Regions from separate parts of the Mus musculus genome. Here region 2 is linked to region 1. The links are chromatin contacts, called in public HiChIP or PLAC-seq maps. All regions are on one chromosome and are shown on one strand. Each heading gives the region's core, a stretch centred on a gene start, on an enhancer-like site or on the middle of the called end of the contact. The rest is flanking DNA. Distances are from core to core; before and after follow the strand shown.

Region 1 (7,235 bases), core at 4,466-6,965:
GCCCAAGCACACGCACATTAACTAAAACTAATAGGATCAAAGGCAGAGCTGTGCAGTCATAAGTTGGGCTTGTTCATAACCTGTTTCTATCAGGACTACAAGAATGTGAAGCCATTTTGTAGAACAGAGTTTGAAGTAATATATCTTTTTTGTTTGTTTGGTTGGTTGTTTGTTTTGGTTTTGGTTTTTCGAGACAGGGTTTCTATGTAGCCCTGGCTGTCCTGTAACTCACTTTGTACACCAGGCTGGCCTTGAACTCAGAAATCCGCCTGCCTCTGCCTCCAGAGTGCTGGGATTAAAGGTGTGCGCCACCACTTTAAAATAAGCCTTTTCCTCCATTTGTTTCCAGGCCCTCGATGATGAGAGATTTGAAGGCACTTCCTTCTCTGTGAACTATCTCATAGCCCATGGTTCTTTCTAAGACTGATTTAACAAGCACCCCTAAACCTAGAAAGCCATTATTTTCAAAATCTTTTTCTTTTTCTTTTTTGAGTTAGGGTCTCATGTAGCCAGGCTGGCCTCAAACTCCCTATGTAGCCGAAGTCTTGAACTACTTGAACTACTGATCCTTTTGCCATCTCTCAATTGCTGAGATCAGTCACATGTGCACTATACTTTTGTTTTTATTTTGCTGTCACTGCTGCGCTGCTTTTGAGTTGGGTCTCGCTGCATGTCTGCTGTGATTACAGATGTGTGCTACTACCTTTGACTCTAACTAGCATGGTTACACATTCTTATAATCCTGGCACTTGTGATCAAAGCAAGGGGATCAGGAGTTCAAGGTCATCCTGGACTATACAGCCAGCTGGAAGGTAACCTGTCTCAAAAGCAAACAAAAGAAAAAAAAAAAAAAAGACTCTGAAGCCAAGCTAACTAGAATCCTACAAATGGCGGGCAATCCACTCAGCAGACAGGCCTGTCACTTTCCAAAGGATGCAAAATAGAAGGGCTGGAAATCAGTGTTTGCTCTGAAAGCATGAGGGCCTGAGTTCAAATCCCAAGACCTCTTGTAAAAAGCTAGGCATGGCTGCTGCTAGATCCCAAGAATTCCCTGATAAGCCAGGCTTGACAAATAAGCCAACTTCAGGTTCAGTGACAGATACTGCCTCAAGGCGAGAAAGCAGACAGAAACAGAGGTGATACAGGAAGACACCTAAAGTTCTGCTTTGGCCTTCCCATGAGAATAGGACTGCATCTGCATAACCACAAGCACATACCACGCAAATACACACAGAGGGACACCAGACACAGGCTCACAATTGAAATTCCAATATTTGGGAAAGAGAAACAGGACTGAAAGGAACTCAAACCAGCCAAGGCTGCGTAACAAAATAAAAAAGATGCATGATAGTATACATTCCTAGTATTTGGCACACAGAGGCAGGAAGGAGCATCACCAGGAGCTCAAAATCAGACTGAGATACATAGCAAGACTGTCTCAAAAATACCAAAAATTCCTACTTGCTGAGTGATGTAGACTAAACTAAAAATTGACATTCTATGTAAAAGACCCAACAAATATATAAAATTACAAAAGAAAGATGTCCTAGTCTGTTTCTTTAACAAAAAAGCAAAAAAGAAAAGGTTAAGGGACAAATTCCTTGAAACAAAATATACTCACCCTGCCAAGGTCCTGCAGAAAGGTTTTGACACTGTCAGCCATCTCTCCACTGCCCAGACTATCAAATACAGCGAGAGGGAAGTGCCCCCAAACCATTCATCATGGAGGGCCTAGACAGAGATGGAGGAAAAAGACTAATGTTAAAGATCCATTACTTCATGATGTTTCTACAAAATGACACAACATTCTAGTATCCCTAATACAAGAGTAATAGACTCTGACACTAATAACGTCAACTAAGAGGCTAGACCTTTAACTGCTAAAATTAAGAGTCTGTTTTCTTCAGAGATGAGATACTGGAAGTTGTTCTGGCTAGTCCCACACTTGCTGAAACTACAGGAATGTTTAGATAAGGGGCAAAATGTGCTCCTGGACAAGTGGTCTCCCCTGAGCCTTGAATTTCCAAACCACTCCTCCCAAACACTTTCACTTTTGAGAATCTGGATAGAAATACTCTCTTAAGCAATTTTTATACTGGCTACATAGTCTCCAGCACTTGAATGTGAGACTGGAAAAGATGGCTCAGTGGTTAAGAGAACTGGCTACTCTTTCAGAGGACCAGAGATCGATTCCTCGATTCCTAACACCTATCTCAGACCACTGACAACCATCTGAACTCCAGCTCCCGGGGGTTCAATAACCTTTTCTAGACCTACACAGGCAGGTGCATGCACGCACACACAGAAGCTACACACTATGATAGATTGCAATTCTAGCACTCAGAAGGCAAAGGCAGGAGAATCACCAGTTTTCTCACCAGGCAGATACATATTAAGTTCTACACTGAAAACCCTGTCTCATATAATAACAATAATTTATTTTGATTCACTTTATTCATAGTCCTCAAATACATGGGAAAATTTAAGACATAATCTAAAACTACCAAACCCAGAGCTTCACATGTAATAAGCAAATACTCTACCATTGGCCTACAGTACCAGTTCACTTTCTAATCTTAAATATACATGCACATGTCTTTTAAGGATCATGTAAGAAACAAAGAATTTTAAACTAGACAGACTAAGGCTGACGGTCTAGTTCAATGGCAGGCTGCATGCTCACTCAATATGCATTGGAGCCAGAGAAACAAGCAAAAGGTCATAAAGTTCACATTTGTAAACAGTCTTTAGAAGGGTTAGAATGGTAAGGGTTAGTTAGAAAAGCTGAGGCAAGAGAATCAGGAATTCAAGGTCATCATCCACTAAATTGGAAATTTAAAGGAAGCTACATGAGACCCTGTTGCAAAAACTAAAGAATAGTAAAGGTTTCTCTCATATTATTTCTCAGTTGATTGGAAAACCCAGCTTTATAATTAATAAATTGACAGAGCTGCAAATAACTCAGAGTCGGGGCTGGGGAGGTGAAGGTGTGTCTTCTGCAGAGCCTACAGGTGGGTTGTCCTCTGACTTCACAAGCACACTGGCCATGGCTCATTCACATGTAAATGCAAGGTCATGCAAACAGATGCAAACAGACAATAAATGTTGAAAAGAACTGATAGAGAAAAAAAAAGTACAATTCAGTGGTAGAGTGCTTGCACGGTATGTTCCATTCCCAACACCAAGAGAAATTAAACTGAGACTGAGGGCTGGTGATGAAATCCTAGCATCCCAGCTGCCTGGCAGGCTAAGATAGGCACAAGTTCAAGGTCTACACAAGCTGAATTAATTAACAACTGGATAATTTAAAAAACTCTCTCAAAAACAAAACAAAACATTGGGAATATAGTTTAGTAGAGAACCTGCCTCGCATACACAGTCTCTAGTACCAAAATGATAAGAGGGTTCATACTAGAAAATCTTGTTTTTCAAGATGGGGTTTCTCTGTGTAGCTCTGGCTGTCTTGGAACTCACTCTGTAGACCAGGCTGGCCTTGAACTAAGAGGTCTACCCAGCTTTTTAAAAAACAACAACACACAAAAAAAAAACCAACTTAATTTTATGAAGATAAGTGTTTTGCCTGCATATATCTGTGCATCAGTCATATATTACAAATGTGAGCTGCCTTGTGGATGCTTCGAATTGAACCTAGGTCCTCTGAAAAGTAGTTAGTGCTCTTAAACATTGAGCCATCTCTTCAGCCCCTATATATAAATAATCTTAAAATACTAGTCTCTCAGCTGGGTAGTGGTGGCGCACACCTTTAATCCCAGCACTTGGGAGGCAGAGGCAGGAGGATTTCTGAGTTCAAGGCCAGCCTGGTCTATAGAGTGAGTTCTAGGACAGCCAGGGCCAGAGAAACCCTGCCCCCCCCCCAAAGACTCTCAATTATTTAATTTCTTTAAAGTGAACTCTCAGGTGAATGGAAAGTCTGCTTGCAAAAATATGAGATTTTAGGATTCCAAAGTTATCATGCCCCACCAAATCAAGCTTAGAATCTTCAATTTAAGAGATAATAAAATATAATAGTCAGCTTGTATACAACTCAAACTTCAAAACATAAAGGATACTTTCCTTGACCTCTGGCCACTTCAGCACCACACTGACCCAACTGGACTGATGCCATTCAGAACTGGACAAACAGGGAGTACAGTCAGAAGGCTGCCTGCATCTGCTCCTTACGTCAAATCCTACCCAAATGTGCTCACCTAGAGAAGTTCCTAAGGTTAGGAAACATCTGTTACTACTCCCACTCCCCCCTCCTAAAAAAGCAGAAAAAGAAAACCTCAAGAGCTTCAATCATGTGTACAGAGAAAGCCAGTGCTCTAGGAGTTGTGGTAAAAAGCAGTCCATGACCAGGAAACTAGTAAATGTCCAAGACACTAAGGTATATCACAAATGTACCACCATCTTAAGCAACAACTTGCTCATCTACAAATAAAGGGTAGCATATTAAAATTCTTCACGGGATAGAGTACGACAGAATAAACAAAGCTGAAAAAATTCTGGATAAATGTAATCCTGTTAAAGAACACACCCGACTTGAGGTGAGAAAATCCATTACTCTAGTTTTCTCCAAGAGCCCAGACAGGGAGCTTCAAAATCTGTCATATCCCAGAACCACTGTGTTATTTGACTCCTTGGCAGATTAATACCCGGCTTCTTCATGTACCAACTAACAAAGTACCAGTGACCAAATAGAGCCTTTAAAGGAAAGGCCATTATTATACCGTGGGCCTAACAACTTTTCTATGGGAGAGAACATTTGGTATGAATTGCCCTGTTTAACAAATTGCTGAGACAAGCAGAAAAATAACCTTCCACGATTTGAGACCACACACTGACTGACACAAAGGGCTCTAACAACAGAGAAAACCAAGATGCATCATCTGGTTCACAATATTTTACATATAAACGGTTTGTCAACAGTGAGTGAAAGCTAATTACAACCAACTTTGGAACTTCAGTGTTCTAACCGAGACTGGACTTTTTGGCTTAAGCTTTGCAACGAGGATTTTTGTTTAACCCAAGCATCACCTTCCTTAAACCTTGAAACACTGCTGGCCAATAAATTTGACAGTCTTTAGAACCGATTAAGCACCTACTGAGACATACTCCTGCACTTTCATTCCGAAGCCACCAGATTCAAGTCCCGGAAGGGAGGAAGCCAGTGTTTCCCACTCCAGGTAGGGAAAAGGTAAACACCCTCACGCATCACCCGGCCACAGGCTGCCTCCTGGGCAACCTGGGGTACTCGGCCCCTTCTCTCCCGCAGCGTCGGGGCAATTGGGGTGAGAACCCGTCTTCCTCCCCAGCCACTGCCGCGCACAAGGTGCGGACCTCGCTCACTGAGGGTCACCGGAGCTAAAGATAGCCCCGCCGCACCTGGGGAAAGCCTGAGTCCCGCGCGCCGCCGCCAGGCCTGCCCCTGCCGCCTTTCGCGTCCCGGGCCCTTCGGGGGCCGGGGTCCTTGCCGCAGCCCCTTCCAGAACCTTAGGAACTAGCTCCGGCCTGCCAGCCCTCGATGGGCCCTGCCGCCCAGGCTGCGATTTGCAAGCGGCTCGAGCCCACTGCCCGCCGCGGCCTGCACCTACCCCGCCACCCTACCGCCGCGGCTCCAGCCAGGGCGCTCGCCCACCGAGGCTCGGTTCGCCTGCTCCGCGCCCGGCTGCCCGCTCCGCCCGGGCGCTCGGAGAGCCGGGGCTGCGCCCACACTGGGCATGCCCGGGCCGCACGGGGCAGCTGGGAAGTCGGGCGGGCAGCCTGCCGGTCGCTGGGCAGGGGCGGGGCTAGCGAGGTAGGGCGGGGCCATACCGGGGGGCGTGGTCTGGGAGCCTGGGAATTGTAGTTGGCTGGACCTCAGAGTCCAGACTCATTCTGGGTATCCAGGTCCAGGATTCTAGACCTTTGTTGCCTCCTAGTCAAACCCCTTCTCACTGTTGAGCGATCGTTAACCTCCTTAATCTATCTACACATCAGTGCTGGTCTTTCTGATATCCTTTAAGAACAAATGATGAAAACAATAAAATAGGAGACACCTTGATAATTTGGAGGCTTTCTATAAAGACTAATAAACCAGGTATGGTGATGCACACCTGAAATCCCAGCCCTTGGAAAGCTGAAGAGAAGAAATGGTCCAAATTCGAGTCCAGCCTTGGCTACCTAGTAAGTACCAGCCTTGGCAGAGCTGTGTAACAACATCTTGATTCAGAAAAAAACAAAAGCAAAAAACAAAAACTCAATAGAGTAATCAGTTATCATGCACATGCAAAAAGCCCTGGCTTCAAGTCCAAGAATTATATTACACAGGGCATGATAGTACAATCTCAGCACTTGGAATTTGGAGGCAAGAGATCAGAAGTTTGAGTGATTCAGAATATAAGGCATCAACCACTTAGGTAGCATTTAGTGCGGATTGTAATGATGGAATGGCTGTGATAAAAAACAAGTAGAGATTGCTGTTTTCAACTGGCTCATTTCTAGCCTGGCTCCATAATTTCTTGTCATGAAACTGTAGGAAAAGCCACTTTTACCCTTTTCAGGTTTCTCCTTTGAATTTAAGAAACAAAACCCAGAAAGAGTCAAGTATAAGAAAAGCATACAAGTTAGCTAGTGAGTTAGTAGTGACTGACATATAAACCCTGAGAAGGGAATGAAGAAGATTGGAGATGGGTTTTCTTTTATTTTTTGGAGGGGGATGGAGGGAGGCTGGAGACAGGGCTTCACTCTATAGCTCCGGCTGTCCTGGAACTCACTCTGTAAATCAGGGTGGCCTGCCTCTGCCTCTGCCTCCCAAGTGTTGGGATTAAAGGCATGCACCACCACCCAGTTAGTTTAGTCCAGAGGAACAGAACTTAATGAATATATATGGGGTTTATTAGAATGACTTACAGGCTGTGGTCCAACTAAACCAACAATGGTTACCTGTGAATGGAAGGTCCAAGAGTTCAGCAGTTGTGCACTTCACAAGGCTGGGTGTCGAAGCTGGTCTTCAGTACACGCTGGAATCCCAAAGTAGTAGGCTCTACTGCCAGTGGAGGAATGGACTTGCCAGTGAGAGCAAGAGCAAGCAGGAAAGCGTGAGTTCCCTTCATCCATGTTCTTTATATAGGCTGCCAACAGGAGGTGTGGCTCATATTAAAAAAGAGTCTTTCCACCTCAAAAGATCTTGGTTAGGAGTCCTCGCGGCTGGGTGTGGTGGGATGTACTCACTCCTTTAGCTCCAGTACAGGGAA
Region 2 (6,998 bases), core at 3,220-5,719, 60 kb after region 1:
TTCTTGGCCCTGGTGTTCCTCTGTACTGAGGCATATAAAGTTTGCACGACCAATGGGCCTCTCTTTCCACTGATGGCCGACTAGGCCATCTTCTGATTCATATGCAGCTAGAGACACGAGCTCCGGGGGGGGGGGGGGTAGGAGGGGCGGGTATTGGTTAGTTCATATTGTTGTTCCACCTATAGGATTGCAGATCCCTTCAGCTCCTTGGGTACTTTCTCTAGCTCCTCCACTGGGGGCCCTGTGATCCATCCAATAGCTGACTGTGAGCATCCACTTCTGTATTTGCTAGGCCCCGGCATAGTCTCACAAGAGACAGCCATATCTGGGTCCTTTCAGCAAAATCTTGCTAGTGTATGCAATAGTGTCAGTGTTTGGAAGCTGATTATGGGGTGGATCCCTGGATATGGCAGTCTCTAGATGGTCCATCCTTTTGTCTCAGCTCCAAACTTTGTCTCTGTAACTCCTTCCATGGGTGTTTTGTTCCCAATTCTAAGAAGGGGCAAAGTGTCCACACTTTGGTCTTCATTCTTCTTGAGTATCATGTGTTTAGCAAATTGTATCTTATATCTTGGGTATTTTAAGTTTCTGGGCTAATATCCACTTATCAGTGAGTACATATTGTGTGAGTTCTTTTGTGATTGGGTTACCTCACTCAGGATGATGCCCTCCAGGTCCATCCATTTGCCTAGGAATTTCATAAATTCATTCTTTTTAATAGCTGAGTAGTACTCCATTGTGTAAATGTACCACATTTTCTGTATCCGTTCCTCTGTTGAGGGGCATCTAGGTTCTTTCCAGCTATTATAAATAAGGCTGTTATGAACATAGTGGAGCATGTGTCCTTCTTACCGGTTGGAACATCTTCTGGATATATGCCCAGGAGAGGTATTGCGGGATCCTCCGGTAGTACTATGTCCAATTTTCTGGGGAACTGCCAGACTGATTTCCAGAGTGGTTGTACAAGCTTGCAATCCCACCAACAATGGAGGAGTGTTCCTCTTTCTCCACATTCTCGCCAGCATCTGCTGTCACCTGAATTTTTGATCTTAGCCATTCTGACTGGTGTGAGGTGGAATCTCAGGGTTGTTTTGATTTGCATTTCCCTGATGATTAAGGATGTTGAACATTTTTTCAGGTGCTTCTCAGACATTCGGTATTCCTCAGGTGAGAATTCTTTGTTTAGCTCTGAGCCCCACATGCCCTGCTTTTTACATGGATGCTGGGTACTTGAACTCAGGCCCTCATTCTTTTGCAGTAAATAGTATCACCCATTGAGCTATCTCCCCAGACCCCTGAATCATGTCACATATTTCAAGGAATTTACCCATTCAATCTATCAATGAGAGGATTAACCACAAATTTGTCTATGATCTTCTTTAGAATTTAATTTTAAATTTAACTATTTATTTTGTGTGTTGTGTGACGTGGTGTATGTGTGGAGGCCAGAGAACAACTTGAGAGTCAATTCTCTCCTTCTACTGTGTAATTTCTGGGGATTGAACTCATGTCGTCATGCTTGACCATAAGTGCCTTTACTTGCTAAACTCTTACTTGCTGAGCAGTCAGATGTATGGCTCTGTAATTTTCCATTTTGTAGTAATGTTTGTGAGTTTTCTTTCTTGTTTCTGCTAGCGAGAATTTGTGTCCTTTCTTTCTGGTCTGTGGCTTATCATTTCTATCAATCTTTTTAGGAGCACTTTTGGTTTCTTTGGTTTTTCTCTAAAGTTGTGATTTTTTTCCTTTAGTTAACCTATTTTCTTAGTTCCTTTCTAACTTTTAAAAAGTTATGCATTTGTATTTTATTTGTATGGCTGTTTTTCTTGCATGTTTGTCTGTGTCCTACTTCAGTGTCTGGTGCCTGCGGGAGGCCCAAAGAAAGTACCAGATCCCCTGGAACTGGAGTTGTAGGTGTCTGTGAGCTGCCATGTGGGTGCCTGGAATTGAACCTGTGTCCTCTGGAAGAGCAGCTAGTGCTCTTAAACGCTGAGACATTTCTCCAGCTTTCTTGCTCCCTCCCTCCCTCCCTCTCTCCTTCCCTTTCTCTCTCTCTTCCTTCCTTCCTTCCTTTTTTCTTCCTTCCTTCCTTTTTTCTTCCTTCTTTCCTTCCTTCCTCCTTAGTTTTATTTTATGTATATGCATGCCTAGATGTATGTCTGTTCATAGCTTACATATTTGGTGCCCAAGGAGGACAGCAGAAGGTATTGGATCCCCTAGAACTGAAGTTACAGGTGATTGTGAGCAACCATGTGCCTACTGGGAACCCCTGGAAGAGCAGTCAGTGCTCTTAATTATTGAACCATTTCTCCAGTCCCCTCCAACTTTCTTTCTTCCCCTTCTTCCCCGCTCCCCAGCCCCGAGACAACATTTCTCTGTGTTAACAGCCCAGGCTGTCCTGGAACTTACTTTGTAGACCAGGCTGGCCTCAAACTCACAGAGATCTGCCTGCTTCTGCTTCTGCCTCCCTCGTGCTGGGACTTAAGGTGTGTGCCACCATAATCCAGATTTTTAAATTTCTTTTTTCACTTTTCTTTGGCATTCTATTTTGTTCTTGTAATGAAATTTTATCTATAACTTGTCACCTTTTTTGTTCATTTGGTTTTAAGACAATGCCTTACTATATAGCTTGGGCTGTCATAGAAATTACCATATAGACTAGGCTGGGCTTGAACTCATAGAGATCCACCTGACCCCAGCTGAAGTGTTGGGGTTTTGTTTTGTTGAGAAGGGAGTAAGGGGATCTCACTAATTTGCCAAAGCTATCTTCAGACTTTACATTTTCAGGTCTTTGGAATTACAGGCCTGTGCTATCATGTCCTTGGTATTTTTATAGAGCATTTCCCCCAGAGATCACATTGTACATTTTCAGTTATCATAGTCTACTTAGAAGAAATATTTTGCCTCTTCAGATAAAATCTGAAACTTGAAAGTTTATCTATTCCCTCCATTCATGTGCTATTATCATGCATTTTATTTTGATTTATATTTTATATTCCACAATACAAAATGATTTTTCTGAAAGAAGAAAAACAGATCATTTAAATTTATTCTCAGGGTGATCATTGTAGCACTGCAAAGCCAACAGTCAGGAGGTGAAGGCAAGAGGAAACTATGAGTTCAAAGCCAGTTTGGCTAGCATTTCAAGTTCGAGGATATATAGACATTGTCTCAGAATAGCAACAAAAGCAACCATTTAAATAAAACTCAAAAATCAAACAAATACAATTCTTGATATTTGACCACTTCTGGTATTCTTATACTTTTCAGTAGATCTGGTTTTTCCTCATTTCTTTCCAGTCCAAAGCCTTACACTGCCTGTATCCAGTGCCTGGAAACAATTGCCTCATAGATTCTGTCCAGATGTGTCCTTGCTGTGGCAGGAGGGCAGGATCCAACGCAGCTTGCTCCAAAAGCCTTGACGAGGCCTGATCTGTTGTTTTTCAGATGCATGTATAGTGTTTGTTTATTTAAAGAAAGAGGGGAAAATGTTTGGTCCAGGTTCTTGGCACCCAGGCTAGTTTTGAACTCCCAATCTGCCTGGCTCCAATCCCAAAGTATTGAATTAGAAACAAGGACTCAACAATCTCTGAAGCCTTTCATAGACTGTTGCACAAGGCTGAAGCATTACAGGCTCAGCATTCCTTTCTAGCTTCATTTTATTTGTTTGTTTGTTTGTTTGGTTGGTTGGTTGGTTGGTTGGTTGGTTGGTTTTTTTTTCGAGACAGGGTTTCTCTGTGTAGCCCTGACTGTCCTGGAACTCACTTTGTAGACCAGGCTGGCCTCCAACTCAGAAATCTGCCTGCCTCTGCCTCCCAAGAGCTGGGGTTAAAAGCGTGCACCACCACTGCCTGACACTTTCTAGCTTTATATTGCTTGGTGTCAGTCCTGATGCACACCTTTTCCTCAAAGCAAGAGGAAGAAAAGCTGCTATGGTCAGTTCCCACTCTGGGTCCATGTCTTCTTATCTCTAGGAAGAAGACCCTTGGGTAGATAGGGGGTCTTTGGGGGTGTTTGTTTGTTTGTTTGTTTGTTGTTTTATAAGAACCTCATTCACTTTGACAGCATGGAAATAAATGTCAGGTTTAGCCCACAAAGACACAAACACCAAGTATCGAGCTTGTGTATCTTTTTGAGCAGGTACCTTTGTCATCGCCACACAAGTAGCCTAGGAAGTGACTTTGATGTCTGTGTCACAGAATAGAAATGAGTGTCCAGATGCTGTTGTTTTTCAAATTCCCTCTCTCTTGTTCAATTAAGCTTTTTTGCTCAAAATTCTACCTTGGTTTGAGAGGGGGAAGTCTGGAGTCTGAAGGGTTTGTTCAGAAGTGACAGAAGCTGTCAGGGAAAGCAGACTCTGGAGGACTGAGAAAACAAAACAGGCTTGATGGATCCAGATCAGGGTGAAGCAGGACAAAGAGAGCAAAAGTCAAAGAAGAGGAAGGCCCGACAGTCTGGGTGGATGTGGTGAAAGCTGAGAGATTGAGCAGAGATAGCAGCTACACAAGGGCGGAACCGGGACTCTCCTGGGGTGCATTGTGTGTGCTGAGCCCTTTGTTTTGTTTTTTCCGTGGTGGATTTCTGAGAGCCAAGGAAATGCATGCTTATAGTACCCGCAACAGTGCTTTCATAATCCCGTAATTTCCGATCCCTTTACTTTATTCTAACAATTTAGGCCCAGACCCTTAAGCTTTGTGCCTGAGAGAGGCACACACTAGGCCTCAGTTGGGGTCCATTAACTGTTGAATAACCACTAGGAGCCTCCCTTCCCTACAAGCCCCACCCCCATGTGGGAGAAACTTGCAGAGGGAGATGATCTGGGTCAAAGGTGCAATGCTAAATTAGTGAAGCAAGTGCACTTGAAGTGAATTCAGAAAATGTAAGCAGTCACATTTCATGTGTTTGGTTTTGGTCTCCCGTGGCTCAGGCCCTGAACTCCCTGTGTAGTGAGAAATGGTCTTTGAATCTGGAATGACTTTGCACTCCTGATCTTTTGCAGCCCTTGTGCAGGCAGGCACCACCACACTTGGCCTTTTGCTGTTGCTTTTCAGCGTTGAGGGTCAATTTGCACTTACTAGACAAATTGTTCAACTGAACTATATAACTATATATATTGGAATATATATATGTATATATATATATATGTGTGTATATATATATATATATATATATATATGTGTGTGTGTATATATATATATATATATATATATATATATATATGTATATATGAACATATAGTTCCACTGAACTATAGTCCTAGGTCACCTTTTTATAGCTGGGGATGGGTCCAGGGCTTTATCACTGAGCTATATCCATAATCCATTATTTGTTTATTTGTTTTTATTTTTGAGAGAGGCTCTCACTGTGTAGCTCAGGCTAGTCCCCCTTAGCCTCTTGAGTATTGTAATTATAAGTAAATACCACATACCTAGCTACCTGGTGCATTTTCAGAGCCTTCATTTCAACCTGTCATATCTGAATTTGAATTACAGGCAAACATTGTTGTCAGGGGCTTATAAAAGTAATTCCAACAGAAAAGAAAAGCCTCCATTTCTCAATAAGAGCCACCCTTCTACCCCAGGACTGCCTGACCCTTGGGAAGTTCTGCCTTGTGACTGCAGCTGTGAACAAAGTGTGGCCCTAGGAGTTTTGTTCTGCCTGGTGGGGGAGCTGTGGAAACAAGCAGCTACCACAGGTGGCAGATTGGCAGAGATACAAGCATATGGATTCCGTCGCAGAAATAGATGCTGCCATCTGCCAGCCAGCTCCTCTGGTGGTCCCCTCACCGCCCTGCCATGCCCTTTCTCCAGGTTGAGAACAGATGGCGTTCAAGATACACTTGCTGCTGCTTCAATGCTGCTGCTTCTTCTTCCTCTTCCTCTTCCTCTTCCTCTTCCTCTCCTTCTCCTCCTCTTCCCCTTCCTCCTCCTCCTCCTCTCCTTCTTCCTCTCCTCCTCCTCCTCCTCATTATTATTATTATTATTATTATTATTATTATTACAATGTTCTGGTTTTAGGCAGAGATAGGAGAGGATAAGCATGGTTAGGCGGTACCAGCCAAAAGATGTTTTGAGGCCACATTACAGGATATCTGGAATCTCAACCAAGTGTCTCCTGTTAGAATAGGAAGAAATGTGCTTGGGAGGAGGGGAGCAGGGGACAGATCAACCAGCATGTGAGCTCTTAGAGACCAAGAAAAAGCGGATTGTGTATGGGAGGTGGTTCTCTGGAGGAGTTCCCTGGATGCCTCTTGCCAACCCCTATGTGGTTTTCAATTGGATTTCTGGAAGGAACTTTTTAAGTGATTAGGTGATTGAACATGTTCAGGATGTAAACATAAACTCCCGACCATTAACAATTCGCAACATGGCCAGAAAAGCCAGAATTGTTACAAATATCTTGCTGGATTTAGATGTCTTCTGGAGTTTTAATGGTTGTGAACTTCTAGACTCTTGTTTAGGATTACAGAATGTAGGGGCACAGGACAAATGAGTCAAACAGAGTTCCCCTTCAATGCTTTTCTTGGGCTTTAGTTTGTCCTCTTTTTTTCTTTCTTTTCCTTCCCTTTCTCTCCCCTCCCTGCCTCCTTCCTTTCTCCTTCATCCCACCCTTCTTTTTTTCCTTCCTTTCTTTTCTTAACGAGGTCTCACTGTACAATCTAGGCTAGCTTTGGACCTGTTGCTACTCTTCTGCCTTTAGAGAGCTGGGATTACAGGCAATCACCATCTGCATCTGTTTTTTTCTGTTGTTGCTTTGTTTTGAAATGGTAGATCTTGTAAGCCCAGGCTGGACTTGAATTTGCTAGGTAGGGATAGTAGGAAGGTGATCTTAAATTCCTGATCACCCTGGGACTACCTCCTAAAAGCTGCAATCACAGACTTGTATCACCATCCCTGGTTCAGTTTGTCCTTTAGCCCATGGGATATATCGATTCTTGCATTCTATACTCGCTATGAAACCACAATTGGATTCCAATGATAGACTGGCATTTTATCACATTC

Evidence for each region. HiChIP or PLAC-seq counts read pairs in DNA pulled down with a chosen protein or histone mark.
Region 2: an H3K27ac HiChIP or PLAC-seq map of embryonic stem cells shows a contact between it and region 1, with 10 read pairs. The contact joins the enhancer-like site here to the promoter of Ei24 in region 1. A contact is called at or near these places in 3 of 39 promoter capture datasets (embryonic stem cells, hippocampal neurons and liver), 1 of 15 datasets of contacts at CTCF or cohesin (the NIH/3T3 cell line), 6 of 484 Hi-C or Micro-C datasets (cortical neurons, liver, nephron progenitors and 1 more), 5 of 115 datasets of contacts at active chromatin or transcription factors (embryonic fibroblasts, embryonic forebrain and embryonic stem cells) and 2 of 9 other capture datasets (adipose tissue and pancreatic islet).

Annotation. Positions count from the first base shown.
Region 1 is chr9:36,791,619-36,798,853 of GRCm38.p6, forward strand. It overlaps Ei24 (etoposide induced 2.4 mRNA), which reads right to left and starts at 5,716. Exons shown (of 11, transcript NM_001199494.2): 1 at 5,595-5,716; 2 at 1,622-1,731. The coding sequence starts at 1,663.
Region 2 is chr9:36,853,177-36,860,174 of GRCm38.p6, forward strand. All of the region lies in intron 3 of Fez1 (fasciculation and elongation protein zeta 1 (zygin I)), which reads left to right. Among named protein-coding and RNA genes, the nearest start is that of Fez1, 24 kb to the left of the region's middle. Within about 2 kb of position 4,470, at least 35 of the 459 cell types and tissues checked have an H3K27ac peak or open chromatin away from gene starts, as enhancers often do. A contact at or near this core is called in adipose tissue and embryonic stem cells, where this site is marked.